Linked DNA regions of Mus musculus: region 2 is linked to region 1. A link is a contact called in public promoter capture Hi-C data. All regions are on one chromosome and are shown on one strand. The core of a region is the stretch at or near the end of the contact, and the rest is flanking DNA. Distances in the headings are between cores, read along the strand shown.

What was found. Promoter capture Hi-C pulls out the DNA fragments that hold promoters and counts their contacts.
Region 2: a contact with region 1 is called in a promoter capture Hi-C map of liver, with 6 times the contacts expected there. The contact joins the promoter of Kctd12b here to the promoter of Maged2 in region 1. A contact is called at or near these places in 2 of 39 promoter capture datasets (cranial neural crest and liver).

What each region holds. Positions count from the first base shown.
Region 1 is chrX:150,812,680-150,815,958 of GRCm38.p6, forward strand. Maged2 (melanoma antigen, family D, 2) reads right to left here and starts at 1,666. Exons shown (of 13, transcript NM_030700.3): 1 at 1,550-1,666; 2 at 1-58. The coding sequence starts at 36.
Region 2 is chrX:153,694,810-153,697,782 of GRCm38.p6, forward strand. It overlaps Kctd12b (potassium channel tetramerisation domain containing 12b), which reads right to left and starts at 1,471. Exons shown (of 3, transcript NM_175429.4): 1 at 1,276-1,471; 2 at 815-869.

The DNA.
Region 1 (3,279 bases), core at 416-2,915:
AGCTGGATCTGCACCACTCTCGCTTGTGTCAGACATGTCTCAAGTTCACCTAGCAAAGCTGAGTTCAAAGAGAAGGCCTGGGTCAAGTGGAGAGCCCGCTGAACGTCGTATCCCTTGTTCTGCCTAGAAGCTGATCCTCACCTTCTTTAGGGCCCCAAAGCCCAGCCCCTCCCGGAGCCCCAACCAGTAGGTGCTCAGATACAGAAATTCTGTCTCTAGGTCTCAGTTCTCTGCAGCCGCACCCTCCCCTCCTCCAGGAAGATGTGCCAGCGCGGCAGCTCTGAGGACCCCGCCCCCTTTTCCCAGCGCACCCCCCCCCAGCCGCAGGCTTAGAGTGCGCATGCGCGTCTTCTGCAGCGCCCTTTCAACCCCGCCTGCTTTCCCAGTACAAACCCGTTCTTTGAAGTCCACCGTGCACATGCGCATTCAGCAGCTGGCCCAGTCTCTGCGAGCCCTTCTCAACACGCCCCTTTCTAGCTATACATAAAGCGCATGCGCAATGTCCACGGTCTCAGTCCAGCACCCAACTCCTATACACGCCCCTCTCCAGGTCCGCAATGCTGTTCAGCCCCGCCCCCTCCCCAACAAACCTTCCATCCAAATTGTCGCAGTGTCTGGTGGTCCTAGCCCCTCCCCTACTCACAACCACCCTATCAATTTCACAGAGCCTCCAGGTCCCGCCCTTTATCCTAACACGCCCCCCTCCAAACGGTAAAACCCAAATTGGTTTGGCTCCTTCCCTGTAACACCCCCTCCTCAACTCAGGATTGAACTAGTGATTCCATCTTAGGCCCAGCCAAACGGGGTCCAGTCCCCTCCCTTCCTAGCTGGATGGATTCGGTAAGATTTGGCTCTTAAGGCAGGTTTTCTCCAGATCCCAGAGGGTGGGGCCGACCCCTAGCAGGCTCTCATCCAAAGCTGGGGCCCATGACTTACCTCGTCCTCCTACAATTCCCGAGTGTGTCCACTCTCTCCAAGCCCCTCCGAAACTCAGATACTGCCCTCCCCACTAAAGGCCGGAAGTGGTCCCGCCCCTTTCCGCCTCCCTAGGGGGCCTCCGTCCCAGCCCGTCTGCCCCTCCCCCCTCAACACTCCTTATTCCCCCCCTCCCTATTCCCTTGCCTAACTCCGGACTCCCTATTTCCCATCGCATTTCCTATTTACTCTACAGAAATCTCTTCCCATTCCTTACATCCTTCTCTGTGTTACCTATGCAACCCCCCTCCCCAGTGTCCCTTAACCCTTCTCTGCATCCCCTATTCTTGTCCCTGGATCTCGCCTTCCCCTTCTTATTTCCCCATATTCTTCCTTCTCCTCCAAGCATGCACAGTTCCCCTTTTTCTCCCCTCCACCTCTGCCAGTCTCTGCTGTCCAGTTCATATACAGCTTACTACTTTCTTGGTCGTTCTCATTCTCACACCGCATCAAATGCAGCACTTCTGCTCCAGCTATAGTGGTCAAATAAGAATTGCCCACCTGCCCAGCTATAGGTTTCAGGTAGTTAGAACCACTGTCTGCTCACCAGGAAAGCCCAATGTTGTTCCCTCACCTTGTCCTCCAGTGAGTCTGGGATGCGTGTGCCTGCTCCTCTCAGTCCCTCTCGAAGTCTCAGCCTCCTGGACTAGAGCTGCAGACAGCCCAGCCCAGCCCAGCCCCTTTCCGCAGCCCCCTACCCCCCGCCCCCTTCCTCGGGGGTGGGGCAATGGGGCCCTGCTCAATGCTGTCTGACGCCAAAGCCCATGTTTATGCCTCTGTACCAGGTTCGGTCTGAAGCCCTTCCAACCCAAACTGCCCCCACGAAAACGATTCATTCATTGAAATTATTTATTTTATATCGTTATTTTTCTTACTACAAAAGTAGTGTGTTGTCATGTGAAAACCAGAGAAATGCAGAAATATGTAACAGAAAATTAAAAGCTATCTTTAATCTCCTTCCTCAGAAATACTCATGACATTGAGTACTTTGATAGACATTCCTCCATTAATTTTTTAATTTGTAGTCTGATTATGTGCACTTTCTCCCTACACCGGCTATACTAGTTACCTACTGTTCTGTAACTGCTTTTTTTCAAGTTATATATTCAAACCTCTTTCCCTTAGCATATGTTTTTTTAGAAATGTATAATGTTTTCTTGTATAACTGTCCTATAATTTATTTACTTAGTTCAGCTTCGTGTACTTTCTGGGTTGTTTCCCCCTTTTCGAACTATTACAAACAATGCTACAAGGACCATCCTGGTGTCTATATTGGACTGTTTTGTTGTTTTATTATGTTTTGCTGATTCAATTCATTTGAAAAAACTACCATTTTCAGCGTAAGTTAACTGTACAAAGTAATGACTTTTATTATGGCATTGACAGATTCACCCTCAATAACGTTTTTCACTAGTTTGAAATGGCACTTCTGTTGCCTGATAAATTCACATAAACAACTGGGTGTCTTCATGAGAACAAGATAAAATGTAAAGACAAAGAGAAGTAGACAAAATATCATTAGCAATAGAGCAGGTGAATGCAGACCCAGAAAAAGCTTATTATAAACTATAATTCACGGTAGTTATAGAAATAAAATTCAAGATCTTTCTTATACACAAATAGTCAGAAGTCTGCTTCTTGAGGTCACCTTTGCCCATACTGGACAAATGAAAGATAGCCAATCCTTATGGCTTTATGGACAATTTGATTCACATACATTTTCACACATCATCAAGGCGGGTTTATATATTCGTTTCATTTCCTATAAACTGTTACTTCCCCCAAGTTTGTAATGTCACCCTTCTACTTTCTTATCTCCTAGGCTCTCTCTGCTGAGCACAAATGAATAGTCTCTCATTTTCTTCCAATTCTGGTGCCCCAAATTCCTATCCTATCCAACTTATGGAAAACTTCCAATACCAAGAAAATAAAGTTCTCAAACCTGAGGGTCCTGAGGGTCTATGAAAGCACCCTACAGCTGGTCACCACATAGATGTTGTAGGTGTGTGTTTTAGAAGATCTTAGGTGTTGTATGGGGATTAAGTGTCTTCTTGGAACTAGAGAGCATAGCTATGACCTTGGTAGTCATCCAAACAAGCAGTGCTTGTGGTTTGGCCTAGAGTGTTAGCAGGGGAGATAGTGAGGAGATTGGTGGGGGCGGGGTGGACTGCTAGGACTTGATGAGTAATTGGATTGTGGAGGGGTGGATTGGAAGGAGGAACATAGTCAAATATTGGCATCTTTCTTTAACAGATAGTGCAGATAGTGACCCTTTCAGTGAGTCATGGAATAATGGAGTTAAAA
Region 2 (2,973 bases), core at 221-2,720, 2.9 Mb after region 1:
CTGCATAACTTCTTTCTCCCCTTCTCCTGCCCAATGTTCTCTGTCAAGCTGGTTTTGCTTATGGGGAAACAGACAAGCAACAAACACAAAGAGTTCTCTTAACCTAACCCTCAGTCAGTTTTGGAAATGCTTCTTCCCCCTTTGTGTGTGGGGGGTCTGGGGACGGGCAGAGGGCAGCCTTTTAAGAAACCCTAAAATGTCTCATTTATTCTCTTTCATGAAGAAACAGGAGGCTGATGAGGGTGTGTTAGTAGTGCCCTCAGTTAATCAAAGAAATAAGAGTCCCTGTAGGAGGAAGTAAATAGGGTGACATTTAATAAAGGGCTTAAATCAGGCTGCAGAGAAGACAAATAAAAGCAGCTGTATACCGAGCCCAGAAGAACTGAGTTATTTTTTCTAGCGTTTTAAAGGCAGTAAGGAAACTAACCAATGTATCGCTCCCTTTCTGCCTCTGAATAATTCAACTTGTAACCAAGATCCATGTTTTTCAAAGACAAAAGTCAGCTGTAGCAAAGTACACTGAACTGTAAGCTCGTCAAAATGATATGTGACTGACAGAAAAAATGTGCAGGAAGACATTTCTAAGAAAACAAGACACTTTGTAACCAGCCAGTTTTCTATTTTATTAAGCCTGAAATCCCTATGTCTTAATCCCCCTTTCCTACCTACCGCCCTCCATTTTCTTCTGGAATCTTTTACTTTCTTTTCTGTCTCTTGGCTTCTGTCTCTCTCCTCTTTTAAACCAATGTGTTTTAAATATTTACTTGTTTGTAAGAACAAAGCCACACATTCAAATTAGGAAAGTGATCCCCACCTTGTATGCTGCTCCAAGCCGGAGATCCAAGAAATCAAAGTAGTTAACAGCTAAACTGGAAGTGCAAGCAAAGGGAGAAAACAACTTCAAGTAAGAATTAAGAAACAATTCTTTGCCTCAGCAATATTCCCTTGTGCTTCTAACTAGCTTGTATCTGTGACTTGTTGTTCGCTCATAAAAGAAAAGGTTAGCACCCAGAAGCATTAAACCCAATCAAAATACTTTAAAAATTCAACGGATGCTAGAAAGCAATATGAATTTTTCTGATCGCCCCCCCCCCCCTCGGAAAGCGCTTCGGTTGCTTTTGGAACTCTAAACTGCTTTCCAGTCTCAGGCTTCACAGTAGATCTCTCAATAGAGAAGCAGCAGACGTGCCTATCCCCAGCTCAAATTCAGAAGCTCTGAAATTCCAGAAGCGATGGACTGGAAAGAAAAGACAAGGAGGGTGATAAAATAGTTACCTTGAGTCTCGAGCCAGGTACTGCCAAATCGAGCTTCAGTGCCTGTCTGCCTCAGTGCTGTGAGGGCTCACCTCCACAGAGGAATGCCTTTCTGTTCTTCCTCTCCCTTGCTGTGTGTTTTGGTGCTTGATTTGAGTTTTCCTCTTTAAAACTAGCAGTCTTGTAGACCCTCCTCCTCTGCTATGACATACTTGACTTCCTCTCCAGCTCAGCCAGCCTCCCGCTCTATTCTGCAGCCAGACAAGAAGCAAAGCAAAGCAAAGCAAAGCAAAACAAAACAAAACAAAGCAAAGCAAAGCAAAGCAAAGCAAAGCAAAGCAGAGAAAAGGCACGGAAGGGGGAAGGGGCGAGAAACAAAGGTAGTGGTGACAGGACAGGAGAAATTTGGTTCATCTTGGTTACAGCAGAGCAAGTAAATATTTTGCAGTCATAGTACATGAATGATTTGTAAGGGGCTTGTCGTTTGTTTGTTTCTGAAACAGGGCCTTCTTACATACCTCAGGCTAGCCTTGAAATTTACATCCTTCAGTGTCAGCCTGGAGTACCTGGTTGTGCTATGGGCAACCACAATCACACTGAATGAATTTTTCAATGAAGAATTTGTTGGATTCTGAACTTAATATTAGGTATATTTACTTTAATGCCCAAAATCCTAAAAGTCAGATTGTATGCTAAGAGCTGAAAATAAAGAAATACTAGACACTTCTTCATGAGAAGAATTAAACATACTGTGTTTCACTATTATGGATGAGAAAAAGCACAGTATTGTAAGAACAAAAAAGAAGCATTCCAGGGCTATCTAGGGAAATCTGAAGGCTTCCTGGGGGATTAACTAAATGGAGTTTTACCAGATGCATAGGAATTACCCACAAGATAGGATTAGCATTGCAGGCAGAAAGGACAGAGTCAACAAAGAGCAGGGATGGGGTGGGGAGTTGGGAGGGTGGGGTTACACACATACCATGTATTAGACACTCAACTGTTTTTTAAATGCTAGAGTCAAGATGTTAGGCTACCTCACTCCAAAAATTCCACGTTAATGTTCTCCAGTTGTGGTATAAACCCAACTAGAAAAGTGAACCCCTTATCTAAATTATTTTGTTGTGTATGCATTTCTCCCTCTCTAAGCATCACTGAAATCGTTGGATTTAAATATGGATTTCTTCAAAATTGGGCTACATCTCTCTAAATTCTTTTTTATTAGATATTTTCTTTATTTACATTTCAAATGTCATTCCTTTTCCTGGTTTCCCCTCTGAAAACCCCATATCCCATGCCCCTGCTCACCAACCTACCCACTCCTACTTCCCTGTCCTGGCATTCCCCTACACTGGGGCCTTGAGCCTTCACAGGCCTCTCCTCCCATTGATGACCAACAAGGCCATCCTCTGCTACATATGCACCTGGAGTCATGGGTCCCTCCATGTGTACTCTTTGGTTGGTGGTTTAGTCCCTGAGAGCTCTGGGGGTACTGGCTGGTTGATATAGTTATTCCTCCTATGGGGCTAAAAACCCCTTCAGCTCCTTTGGTCCTTTCTTTAGCTCCTTCACTGGGGACCCTGTGATCAGTCGAATGGATGGCTGTGAGCATCCACTTTTGTGTTTGTCAGGAACTGGTAAAGCCTCTCAGGAGAGAGCTATATCAGACTCCTGTCAGCAAGCACTTGTTGGTATTTGCAATAGTGTCTGGGTTTGGTA